Linked DNA regions of Mus musculus: region 1 is linked to region 2. A link is a contact called in public Hi-C data. All regions are on one chromosome and are shown on one strand. The core of a region is the stretch at or near the end of the contact, and the rest is flanking DNA. Distances in the headings are between cores, read along the strand shown. Region 1 overlaps Gm15518 (a long non-coding RNA gene). Region 2 has its middle 110 kb from the start of Gm31494.

Region 1 (6,804 bases), core at 8-2,507, 230 kb after region 2:
TAAGAGAAAAGTTGATTTCTATCATAAACTACCACCCAAGACAATGGCAGTCAATACAATGGCAAGTAAGACAGTTCATTTAATCTATAAAAGGGAGTAATCCACAGTGGGATGATAGGCAATATGGAGCTCCTCTGCTGTGCTCAGTGCAATAGCCAAATAGAAAATGTGAAACAACTTCTTTGCCTAGGTTCTGTTGTAGCTGTGGATGCCAGAGGTCAACATGTGTCATTTTTGAGATAAGGTTTCTCACATGGATGTCACCAATAGCTTCATTGACCAGCGAGTTCTAGGGATCTCCCTCCCTCCTCCTCTATCTCCCAGTGCTGGGTTCGCAAGCACATTTGACCACAGCAGGCTTTGTAGTGGGTGCTGGGGATCTTCCTACTGCACGGCAAGCCGTTTACCTACAGAACCACCCCCCTTCCCCATTCCCTAATTATATGCTCTGCAAGGGTCTAGAGCATTGGTTCTCAACCTGTGAGTCAGGCCCCCATTTGAAGGTCACCTAAGACCATTGGAAAACAACAGATACTTACAGTCTGTAACAATAGCAAAATTATAGTTACAAAGTAGCAATGAAAATAATCTTACAGTTGGGGGTTACTACAACATGAGGGACTGTACTAAAGGATCACAGCATTGGGAAGGTGGAGAACCACTGGTCTAGAGGCAGGGACTACCCAACTACAAGTCTGTGCAATGCCTAGAATTCAAACATTGATATCTAAATTATCTTCTTAGAATTTTTTTAAACAAATGAAACCAACGCATTCCTTTTAGAGAACTGATTCCTAAACTGGGAAGGAAAGTATATATGTACCAAAAATGTCTGGCTCTGCCATAAAGTACTCAAAGTATGTTGGGGAAATATCCAATGAACAGCCAGATACAGAGACAAGTTGAGCATCATAATAATGAACTGTATAACCACAGGCCCATATAGATACGACTCCTTACAATAGGATGTCTGATGTGTGACAACGTGGATGCTGCACTTAGAAAAACACCAGCTGCAGGTACCATGCTAGCTAATTGGAGGGAGAATCATCAGTGAATGCCGAAACGACTAGGGGGAAGCTCGATGAGAAATGGGGTGACTGCATGGTTTCATTGTAGAAAAAGTAACCCACAAAGAGAGAAAACTGTCAATATACACTGGAAAATCCGGTACATACCACTTACATTAAGTTGATCAAAGTTAACATCACCAGTCTTGGACAACTACCGTTTACCACCTGAAGAGGGCACACAGTTGTTGGTCATACTGGAGATGCATAGCCTGAATATAATAACAAAATGACAGCCACGTCCCAGTTGAGAGGCTTGTACAAACAGCCTGTGTGCTTCAAAAGTGACTAGATGAGGTACAAGGACCAAGGAATTGTCCCTGACTATAGGGGAGAGCAGAAGCATGACACCTGAACACAGCACTGCTCTAGATTGGACCCTGGATCAGTAAGGAGATGTAGACTGGTGCTACAAAGTACATTTTAGCACAAAAGGAAAAGGTTGGGTAAGGTCTATACTTTAGAAAATTGCATCTTAATTTCTTAAGTTGGTTTTGAGCCGTGGTAATTGAAAAGAATTTATGTAAAATAGTACACATAATGATTTAGCCATAAAAGGGCATCATGCCAGCAGTGTAAATGGTTCAGGAGACGACTATGTGTGTATTGGGGGGAGGGGGAGCTAGAGTTGTATATAGAAAGATGAAAGTGATAAGTCATGACATAATAGTTCAATCCTGATTACCTTGATTGGATTCTGGCCCACATACAACATGTTCCATTACTATGTACAACTAGCATGTTAATTTAAAAACCTAACAGGCAGTATGGTTTTTGGATGCTATTTCTCAAGTCTCTACCAAGCAGGTGCCTAAGATTATGCTAAATTTAAAAGAATCACCATGACATAATATTGTTAACTAGTCATTAAAAGCTTTCACTAAAAAAAAAAACAATAGAAATTATGATAAATTGTTACCATATTGAGAATCTGGGAAACAGATATGTAGAAATCTGTTGAACTGTTGCAGCTCTCCTGTAAGTCTAAAGTAATAGTTCATACAGGTGACATGCAACTGGGCAGCCTCTCCCCCGAATATACCATTCATTTATTAGAACAATATGATCTTCCGTTGAGATGCTGTAGTTCACCGATAAAACAAAGTTATAATTGTATTCACTGATCAAATTGAACAAATTCTCAATCAATCCAAACAAGGTTTCTCCACCTCCCCCTTTCCCTTTCCCTTAAATTTGCAAGCAGTGCTTAGGTTTTTACTTTTGTGGTTTGTTTTTTAAGAGTATCAGAACCTCTGTTGGAAGGGTTCACAGAGAACATGCCCATGCAAATAGGTATGAGAACCCTATGTCATCTGGTGCTATGCCCCATCCCTTCACGGGTTTCAAGAGAGCCTGTGTGAGAACACGAGACGCCTGTGGATTTGGCTCAGAGCTCCCAGCATGGATGATGAGCAGGCACTCTGTGCTCCCTGAACACAACACAGTATGAAGATGTAGGCTTCCAGATGATCCACTGGCCATCCTAAAATTGGGCCAGACGCTGTTCTTAAAATTTGTGTACAAGTAAGAAAGGTCTTGAGAGGACTAAGAGTGTAGCTCAGTGGCAGAATGCAAGGTTATCATGCAGAAGGCAATCTGTTGAGGTCCTAGCTACAACCCCCGTTAATATGTTTTATATATTTAAAACAATGTTACAATAGAATTTTAGAAGGTGGAATTGTGTGACCCTGTTTGTGAAATTACAGTGATTATAGCTTCATTTTTTTCCAACTTAATGTGTCTAACAACTACAAACCTTAAACTGCTTATTCTTAAATTAGAAATTTACTCTGTTAAATAAATAAGAATGATTTGAATTCACATTTTTATAGGCTGTTTTATAGAATTTAAAATGCAAGAGGGAGAGCAATGGCCACCTCATATTAACAGATCTAAGTAATGCCTCGAGCATTAGAATCCTGTAATTGTGTAATTTTAATTCAGGCACAAAATTCTAATCTGATTTATGGTTCCACTCTTAGCACCTTGTTTCAACCCAGAGTGTCCCCTTTATTATCTGTCCGTGCCCTACGTAGTACACTAACACTTTCAAACTGGCCATCAAACTGCCTCCGTCAGCCATCATCTGCCCAAACTGTTGCTCTGGGCTCTTGGATGGCTTCAAGGTCCTGTGCATAGTCTCTGGGCTCTTGGATGGCTTCAAGGTCCTATGCATAAACCCTTTTGTATAACTCGGAAGTTACTTCATGGCTGCTACTCTCCTGCCCTGCAAAATATTCTCTGTGCTAACAGCTGGGAAACTCTCCATTGCCTGGGCATCAAAATCAAGTGGACAGCTTAATAAAAATACCTATGTGCCCCACCCCCACCCCTATCCAGAACTAAGCTACTTACAATTGGCAGGGGCAGGGAAGGGATGGCTGGTTTGCATGAGAATGGCCTCATTAGGCTCCTGCTTTTGACTGCTTGGTCCTGTGGGTAGAGATGTTTGAGAAGGAGTAGAAGTGTGATCTTGTTGCATGTGGTTTGTCACTGGTGGTGAGCTTTGAGGTTTTAAAGGCCTATACCGCTCCAGTTGGCTCTCCCGCCGCCATCTCCTGTTGGTTCTAAGCTCCTAGCTACTGTTCCAGTGCCATGCCTGCCTGCTGCTGCCCTGCTTCCTGCCATGATGGTCTACTCACCCTCTGGAACTGTAAGACCCAGTAAACTCTTCTGTAACTTGCCTTGGTTATGGTATCTCTTCACAGAAATAGAAAAGTAACTAAGACAGAGGGAGAAAATCGGTTTTCTTCAAAGACATGACCCTTGAGAAACATAGGTCTACCATGTTCCAGATAGCCACACACCAAAAAGTTTGGGCTTCAGGCTCAATGGATTGAAAAAGAAAATAAATTGATAGGGTAAGGAGGCTGGATCTAAAGAGAGGTAGGAGGAGTGATTTTGATAAAAATACATTGTATGAAATTCTTGAAGATTAATAAAAATTTTAAATGCCTAAGCACTAAGTCCCCTTCTCGAGTTTTACCCCATAGACATGGGTGTTTTGTTTTATTATGTTTTAATTGTGGGAGGGTTATCAGGGATTTAAAAATGCTAATGTTGATATTCAGTTATCTACAGAATCACCCATCTGAAGATCTCCCCCTCGCCCCCCCATGTACAAGTAAGCAAAACATTTCAGTGTGAAGAGATTTGTTTTGTTTGTTTGTTTTTTGGATTTTTTTAAGACAGGGTTTCTCTGTGTAGCCATGGCTGTCCTGGAACTCACTCTGTAGACCAGGCTGGCCTAGAACTCAGAAACTCGCCTACCTCTGCCTCCCAAGTGCTGGGATTAAAGGCGGGCACCACCACACCCGGCGTGAAGAGATTTCTTTAAAGAGAACTTAAACTCATTTTTCTTCTCGAGTAGCTTATGAAATGCTAAGGCCCCATCTAATAAGTACCATAGATTAAATTAATACACAATGTTAAAAGAAACTCAAGAGAAATGAAAAGAACCACCTTTAGAAAACCGTTTGTCACCATCTTCACTGTTGTGAAGAAGTTCTCCCAGCTAGGCCTTCCTAGAAGAATTTCAGGTCCACAGCTCCTCCTACTCACCCGGTGTCCACCACACCCCTTATCAAGACCATGCATCCTGTTTCCACACATGCCCCTGGGTGACCTTCTCTAGCTCCTCTCAAAGGCTTGTGCATGGAAGAACCCTGGCCCACAAGTCCAGCCAACCAGATCCCAGTTCCAGGTGTGTTAGTAAGAATATATTCACAATATTCCTGGCACCAAATATGTGGAGTTGTCCACACCAACAGCCAGTTTCTTCCATCTTGCACATGTCCCCTTGCCCTTCTGACGAGTTGTGACTCAGCATAAAGGCCCTGGTCAGAACAATGAATGCTCTTGGTCTTCTCTGTCAGAGCCATGAGCCAAGGAACCTTCTATTGTTTGTCAGTTATCCAGACTGTCACTCTGTTACCCAAACTGTGAAGTTCACCAGATAGAACATCAGAGAGGGTGGGAAGCCCTGGTTGTCCTCATGGCTAACCCCCACCTGAAAACCTCAGCACCCCTTCATTTAGGGTTTTCTTCTTTTCTTTTCTTTTCTTTTCTTTTCTTTTCCTTTTCTTTTCTCTTCTCTTCTTTTCTTTCTTTCTTTTTTTTTTTTGAGGGATTTCATCATGTAGCCATGAAAACCTCAAAGTTCTAGGAAACTGCAAACTATTTGGAAACTCTGTGCCAACCGTTACAGCCAAAGGTCAGACTTATTTCTTCCTATGTCACAATTTCTCGGCTAAGAATTTCCTGTGTGGCTTTTGAGTCACCGTTCATCCTGGGTTTTCTCCGGTAAGGTGATAGAGTTATATTTTCCCTCCTGTCCAGTCGCTTTTCTTTTACCTTCTGTAAAATCTTCTGCAGGGTATGCTACCCATGAATCCCAATGTGCTAGTAAAAGTACAAAGTTGTTCATACAGCCACCGGTAGTGCTGGGATATTCTAAAACCTCCTAGTGCTAGACGTGCATGGTTGTGAATCTCCTGCCAGTGTGGGCATCAGCTTGTGGTAGGCTTCTAGAGTCAGCTCCTACCACCTCTGAAGTCAGTTGTTTGATATTCGGAAATTTTGAGAGCTAGGTAACTGTTGATAACTTCCCACCAGCCCATTGTGAGTGTTTACACCACAGGAATAGAAAAATCACTACAGATCAGACCGTTAGACAAACAGCCAGTTTACTCACATGCCGCTGACAACAGCAGTTTAATGTTCTGCATCGAGATAAGCAACAGTATTTTAAGGTACGTAGTTAAGGTACATTATTATCATATTGCTAGTTGAATTAGGCCAGATTTGTAAATTATTCTTCAAAAAAATCAGTCTACATAAAGCCACTCTGTGTGTCAAATGTGTATCCCCTGAACCATTTTATTGATACTATCCCATGGCCCTTTCTAAATATCACCTTTTACTGCTTCTCAAATCAATAGGCTAAGGCAGCCCAGGCATCTTGCTACAAGGTAGATTCAAAGATCATGCTTGTACAACTGAAATAATGTAGAATGCACAGCTAGTCCAATTATTTGACTATAAAAAAGCTAATTTAGCTCACTGCATCATTGATCCATTTAATTGTACAGCAGCTTCCTATTGATAACAGGAAATAGCCCGACCCAACTGTGCTGAAAATGGAAATGGCCGGTTTTCCATAACCATAAATTTAAATAAGGATTCTACCTTATGTGTGGAAACTAAAAAGCAAAAATCATAACCAAGGTTTGTTCAATATTTCTTATTTTTACTGATCTGTTTGTCTTGCATACTTTCTGGACTTTGTAAGTCATTAAATGTTAGCCTCTGTTTGAGCTCATGACTTAGTGTTTTATTTCGGATAGCTACTGTGATGAATCTAAGCTATCATATTCATTCTGCCCTTGGGAAGCATTCAGCAATCCCTCAGTATCGCAGAGGATGCTGGTGACCTAGAAAAACTACTTTCTGTGGTATTTCTAAGAAGCCTCTTGGTTCAGGCGGCTCCTGTTCACTACACATATGTAGTGTGGGTCAACGAACATTTGACAGATAACCACTTGTTTTGCTGCAGTGTGAGATATTAAGGGAGCCAAATGCAAATGAGGTGTAATCGCTTCCTTTACCAGCTCACAGTCCAGTGGGAAAGATACACACACACACACACACACACACACACATAAACACACACACACATACACACACACACACACACACATACACACACACACACACAAACACACACACACACACA
Region 2 (6,834 bases), core at 531-3,030:
TATTAATCAAACTTAAATTGCGTTTGAAAGAGGCACTTGAGAAAGACATGTTTATGTAGTGTAGAAGGCACTTTAAACAAGGTGATTAAAGAAATGTAAAAATTACATGGAATGCCATCCATTGCTTTCAGAGTGGCTGGAGCCTTTTGATCCTCAAATGAAAGAAAACTACATTCTAACATTGAGCACCAAAGACTAAACAGATACAAGAACATCTTGAATGCGGATGCTAAAAGAGTACTTTTTCTTTTAATCCCTGTTGCTTCTTAATATATAAGATTAGTAGAAGATTTCTTTAGGCTAATTGTGTGCCACAGGGCGGAGGGCAGGTTGGCAAGTGGTTATGAAGGTAGCTGACTTTGCTTAACTAGCGCTTTCATTCAATGCTCTATTTTTAGCTCTGGTGGCTAAGCACTGTGATGCAGACCTTGCCCCAGTTAGGCATGTCAAATGTGCAATTAAGACCTTCCTAACTGACGCACATGGAGAGCCTCCTGTGGACTTTTAACTGCTAAGGTAAACAGTTTCACCTAAGACAGTGGCAGGCTACACGGAGGCTTTGTATTGCTACAGTGTAACTAAGCAGGAGAGCTGTCCCAGAATTCCTCCCTGCAGGGTTCTACGTGGGAGCTGGCCACCAGAAAAATTCACAACTGATTAGGCTGGCAAATGTGAAGGAGCAGATGTTCATTTCTTACTCATAAGGTCAGTAAATGGCACTGTGATCCCTCATACAGAATACCCAGGGGCCAAAAACTTGAGCTGGCAAAGATCAGTGACTACTGTCAAGATTGATGGCTTCACCCCAACCTCCCAGTTTCCTTCAGCTATACAGAGTCCCAGACAGGCGAGTCTGCAACTCTAATGCACCCAGTCCAGCAACCACTGTGGAACAGTCCCAGCTTTGCTCTGAAGGTCATTAATAAAAAGACATGGGGTCCGTCTTGCTCTTTATAGACAGCCCTCATTCTCGCCCCATGTCCAGGTTTATTTCCTGGCCATGGCTTAGCTGACCTAGAGCCAACAGAGGCCTGGCACCCACAACTGTGTAAGGCCGAATCTCAACTGCAGATCTGATCTTCTGTCATTCTCAGGGGTTCTGTCTCCATACACAACCCCATTCACTCCGAAGGCTCTGAGATTAATTCAGGGGCTTCGCATTGTCAAAAAACAAAACACCATTCCCTCCTAGAGTCCCGCAGGAGTTCTACTCCTCCTACTTCATTAACTAGACTTTTCCAAGGTCCTGTTGCTGAGCCAGTTTTGAGGTAGCAGAACAATAAGAGCCACAGTTGGCTCAGACAGGTCAAAGCTGAGCCTCTTGAAGGTCAGAGCTACTTCAAGCTCAGGAGACCAAATCAGGGTTTTGAACTATGGGGACAGGGAGTCCAGGAAACCAAAGGCGGGACTTGGAAGCAAGAACTGAAGCAGAGACCACTCAGGAACTCTTGTTGACTGGTTTGCTTCCCTTGGCCCTCAGCTACCATTCTTACAGAGCTCAGGCCCACCTGCCCACCTGCCCACCTGAATAGCAATGCCTAAGGTGGGCTCAACCTCCTAGGAAAATGAACATTTAGAAAAATGTCCCCATGGACATGTCCTCTGGCCAGCCTAACAGAGACAGTCCGTTAACTGAGGACAGGCAAGGTTACCTGTTAAAACAGGTGTGAGCGGCTCTGTCTTCAAGGTGTTCTGAAAGCCGTGGGGACTCCTAAGGGCAGATTCTATTCTAGAAACTAAGCAGATGGGTGCTTTCACTCTGGGTGGGGGAGGCCTCTACCTACTTGGAAGCTGAGGCCCCTATCCATTCTGAGAATGTATCCAGGAAACAGCAGAAGAGGTTACTGTCCTTGACAGGGAGCCATTTGAGTAAAACTGAACTTTCAGTTTTCTTTCCCAGAAGGTGTTTGTCTGTCCTTTATACTACCTTGAAGAAAAGTAGTGGATTAATTTTGCCTCAAGAGTAAATTATCCAGATAGAGCAGACAGGCTTTTTCTTTTTGTTTTTGTTTGTTTGTTTGAGTTGTAGACTCTATAGTCCTATTTATTTATTTATTTTTACAAAAGCCACAAGTAGGTAAGATAGTTGGTGTCTGAATGAGTCGTGCGGTCTCTTAATAATTGGGTTTTTTTGTTGTTGTTGTTGTTTAGGCAATAGAATTTTATGTTCCCCTGAGTCCATCGGGCATTTTCAGTCACCTTATATATTACTGTGCCCATTTTCTCCAATTCCTGTATAAGATGTATTTATTCTTTATTTGGGGATAATTAGCAAAGCCATTTTTGTTGTTTCCTCTGCAGGTTATACAATATAGCTGTTATAGCTTGTAAATCCTAATTACTTGCATATTAGAGAGTAGAGAGAAAAGCTAGCTATCAGTGTTAGAAACAGCCCCTAACATTTAGGTGACGACTCCCACTGCTAGGCCTTGTTCTTAGGGTTTGCACAGTGCAAGGTGAAACTGGCAACAAGAACTTCTTCAGCCTTGGGGCATTTCTAACAGTGTTTTAGTAAGGGATCCTAGCTTATCAAGTAAAGCATTGAGTGGCACCCCGTTAACAATTGTCCTGTGACATCAAAAGTTATCCAAGGCACCTCAATGGTTATTGGCACTGGAGTCCAGCTTTCAGAAGGAAACCTGGGACCACTTCAGACCTTAAATATATCCATCATTGTGTCTGAAGTACTGTCCTCCATGCAGACGGGACAACACCCTCTTTTGCAGAGTAGAGAAAGCCATATTTTCTTAGAAGTCTGTTGAGTGCAGTTTTTTTCCCAGTGTCTTGGTTTCCCACAGCTCTGGCAAGCATTGCCCTTTAGAAACCTCTGCCTGAGATTTCTCTGAAGTAGCAGGTACTTTATTAGCCTGGTACAATATATTATTTCCCATGGTTTAGGCTATCACTCTGGCTTGTTCTTTTGCCTGGGATTACTTCCCTGGGGCATTTTGGACTGTCTCTGTTATGTCTCCACTAGTAAACCTCGGAGTATCTGAGGGGCCACTGTATCCTTTTGCAGCTCCTCCCAACATCTGGGCAGACTGACTCATGAAATGAGTACCCATCAAAAGCCTGACACTTAGAATTTTTAATTAGCATTAATTATCATCAACTTAATCATGTGCATACAGAATCTTTGAGTTATATAATTTTATAAACCTCTTTGTAACTTAACCTTGTGCAATGTGGGTTAGGTTAGGGTTCTGGTTATTTTTGTTTTTCGGTTTTGATTTCTATATCCCTTCTGGAAAAATCTTTTACTTAGGTCAAAACAACTATGTAAAACCCATTCTCATCTGAACTCGTTACCTTTTAACTTTAATGTTCTTTACCAAAAATATACTTTACTTATAACTCTCTACATCATATTTCTTTTTTATTTTAATTTTTTGTTTTTTATTTAATATTTTCTTCATTTACATTTCAAATGCTATCCCAAAAGTCCTCCAGACCCTTCCCTTCCACTCCCCTACCCACCCACTCCCACTTCTTGGCCCTGGCTTTCCCCTGTACTGGGGCATATAAAGTTTGCTAGACCAAGGGTCCTCTCTTCCCAATGATGGCCAATTAGGCCATCTTCTGCTACATATGCAGCTAGAGACATGAGTTCTGGGGGTACTGATTAGTTCATATTGTTGTTCCATCTATAGGGTTTCAGACCCCGTCAGCTCTTGGGCACTTTCTCTAGCTCCTACATTGGGGGCCGTGTGTTCCATCCTATAGATGACTGTGAGCATCTACTTCTGTATTTGCCAAGTACTGGCAAAGCCTCACAGGAGACAGCTATATCAGGGTACTTTCAGCAAAATCTTGCTGGTATATGCAATAGTGTCTGCGTTTGGTGGCTGATTATGGGATGGACCCCCGGGTGGGGCAGTCTCTGGATGGTCCATCCTTTTGTCTTAGCTCTAAACCTAGTCTCTGCAACTCCTTCCATGGGTATTTTGTTCCCTATTTTAGGGAAGAATGAAGTATCCACGAGTTGGTCTTCCTTCTTCTTGATTTTCTTGTGTTTTGGAAGTTGTATCTTGGGTATTCTAGGTTTCTGGGCTAATATCCACTTATCAGTGAGTGCATATCAAGTGACTTCTTTTGTGATTGGGTTACTTCACTCAGGATGATATCCTCCAGATATATCCATTTGCCTAAGAATTTCATAATTTCATTGTTTTTAATAGCTGAGTAGTACTTCATTGTGTAAACGTACCACATTTTCTGTAACCATTCCTCTGTTGAGGGACATCTGGGTTCTTTCCAGCTTTGGGCTATTATAAATAGGGCTGCTATGAACGTAGTGGAGCATTTGTCCTTATTACCAGTTGGAACATCTTCTAGGTATATGTCCAGGAGAGGTATTGCTGGATCTACTGGCAGTAGTACTATGTCCAGTTTTCTGAGGAACCGCCAGACTGATTTCCAGAGTGGTTGTACAAGCTTGCAATCCCACAAGCAATGGAGGAGTGTTCCTCTTTCTCCACATCCTCTCCAGCATCTGCTGTCACCTGAATTTTTGATCTTAGCCATTCTGACTGGTGTGAGGTGGAATCTCAGGGTTGTTTTGATTTGCATTTCCCTGATGATTAAGGATGTTGAACATTTTTTTCAAGTGCTTCTCAGCCCTTCGGTATTCCTCAGTTGAGAATTCTTTGTTTAGCTCTGTACTCCATTTTTTAATGGGGTTATTTGAATTTCTGGAGTTCAGCTTCTTGAGCTCTTCATATATATTGGATATTAGTCCCCTATCAGATTTAGGATTGGTAAAAATTCTTTCCCAATCTGTTGGTGGCCTTTTTGTCTTATTGACAGTATCTTTTGCCCTACAGAAGCTTTGCAATTTTATGAGCTCCCATTTGTCGATTCTTTCCTCTCTACCTCATTTGCCTTAAGAAAACATGTTTTTTTCCTTAACAAAAAGTTTTTACTTCAATGAAAACATGAAAGGCTACATCTGAAATACAAATAATACACACTAACACTCCTAGGCATATTTCTATCCTGTCTTCAATAAAAGCTAGGATAAATGTCTGATATCTCTGATACTTTTTGTGTTTGTCGCCTTCCATAAAGTTATCCGGTTACCGCTGCATATTAGCATGATTAACTACAGGGATAAGCCAATGCTTTCAATACACTGTAAAAGAGAACTGAATCTCAATTATAGTTTAACCATAATAGGATCAAGTTCATATGTTACCATTTGTACACTGAATAATGGTCTTTCTTAAAATGACCATTTTTAAGCCATAATTGGTCATCATAAGATCTTTGGGAAAAAATGGTTTTTGTTTGTTTTTGTTTTTGTTGAAAGCTTAGTTTTGTTTTGTTTTGTTTTTAGCTTTAAACATTTCTTTTATTATATGTTTTCTTTATTTACATTTCAAATGTTACCCCCTTTCCTGGTTTCCACTCCAACCCCCCCACCCCAGTCTCCTGTCCCCTCCTCCTCTCCCTGCTCCCTTACCCATGTACTTCTGATTCCTTGTCCTGGCATTCCCCTTCACTGAGGCATAGAGCCTTCACAGGATGAAGGGTCTCTCCTGCCATTGATGTCCAACAAGGCCATCCTCTGCTAAATATGTGGCTGGAGCCAAGGGTCCCTCCATGTGTACTCTTTGGTTGGTTGTTTATTCCCTGGGAGCTCTGGGGACTCTGGAACTCTAGTTCGTTCATATTGTTGTTTCTCCTATGTGGATGCAAACCCCTTTCAGCTCCTTGGGTCCTTTCTCTATTTCCTCCATTGGGGACTCTGTGCTCAGTCCAATGGTTGGCTGAGATCATCCACCTCTGCATTTGTCAGAAACTTGTAGAGCCTCTCAGGAGACAGCTATATCAGTGTCCTGTCAGCAAGAACTTCTTGGCATTCACAATATTGTCTGGTTTTGGTGACTGTATATGGGATGGATCCCCAGGGTGGGGCAGTCTCTGGATGGCCTTTCCTTCAGTCTCTGCTTCACACTTTGTCTCTGTATCTCCTCCCATGGGTATGTTGTTCCTGCTTTTAAGAAGGACCAAATTATCCACACTTTGGTCTTCCTTTTTCTTGAGCTTCATGTGGTCTGTGAATTTTATCTTGGGTATTCCGAACTTCTGGGCTAATATCCACTTATCAGTGAGTGCATACCATGTGTGTTCTTTTATGATTGGATTACCTCATTCAAGATAATATTTTCTAGTTCCATCCATTTGCCTAAGAATTTCATAAATTCATTGCTTTTCATAGCTGAGTAGTACTCCATTGTGTAAATGTACCACCTTTTCTGTATCCTTTCCTCTATTGAGAGACATCTGGGTACTTTCCAGCTTCTTGTTATTATAAATAAGACTGCTATGAACATAGTGGAGCATGTGTCCTTATTACATGTTGGAACATCTTCTGGGTATATGCCCAGGAGTGGTATAGATGGGTCCTCAGGTAGTACTATGTCCAATTTTCTGAGAAACCTCCAGACTGATTTCCAGAGTAGTTGTGCCAGCTTGCAATCCCACCAGCAATGGAAGAATGTTCCTCTTTCTCCACATCCTCGCCAGTATCTGCTGTCCCCTGAGTTGTTTTGTCACTACTCTAACTGGTATAAGGTAGAATCTCAGGGTAATTTTGATTTGCATTTTCCTGATGACTAAGGATGTTGAACATTTCTTAGGGTGCTTCTCAGCCATTCAGTATTCCTTAGGTGAGAATTCTTTGTTTACCTCTGTACCGCATTTTTAAAATAGGGTTATTTGGTTGTCTTGAGTCTTCTTCAGTTCTTTGTATATTGGATATTAGCCCTGTTGGTTGCCATTTTGTCCTATGGACAATGTCCTTTGCCTCACAGAAGCTTCGAAATTTTATGA

What was found. A called contact is a pair of places that touch in the nucleus more often than the background predicts.
Region 1: a Hi-C map of Th2 cells shows a contact between it and region 2, with 3 times the contacts expected there. The contact joins two enhancer-like sites. A contact is called at or near these places in 1 of 15 datasets of contacts at CTCF or cohesin (pro-B cells), 19 of 484 Hi-C or Micro-C datasets (B cells, the Ba/F3 cell line, DN3 thymocytes and 11 more) and 5 of 115 datasets of contacts at active chromatin or transcription factors (CD8 T cells, DN3 thymocytes, the HPC-7 cell line and 2 more).

What each region holds. Positions count from the first base shown.
Region 1 is chr16:49,765,239-49,772,042 of GRCm38.p6, forward strand. Gm15518 (a long non-coding RNA gene) reads right to left here. Exons shown (of 5, transcript XR_003951928.1): 3 at 4,533-6,804; 4 at 1-3,503. Among named protein-coding and RNA genes, the nearest start is that of Gm15518, 7.3 kb to the right of the region's middle. Within about 2 kb of position 1,258, at least 42 of the 459 cell types and tissues checked have an H3K27ac peak or open chromatin away from gene starts, as enhancers often do. A contact at or near this core is called in CD8 T cells and Th2 cells, where this site is marked.
Region 2 is chr16:49,533,106-49,539,939 of GRCm38.p6, forward strand. No RefSeq gene overlaps it. Among named protein-coding and RNA genes, the nearest start is that of Gm31494, 110 kb to the right of the region's middle. Within about 2 kb of position 1,781, at least 38 of the 459 cell types and tissues checked have an H3K27ac peak or open chromatin away from gene starts, as enhancers often do. A contact at or near this core is called in CD8 T cells and Th2 cells, where this site is marked.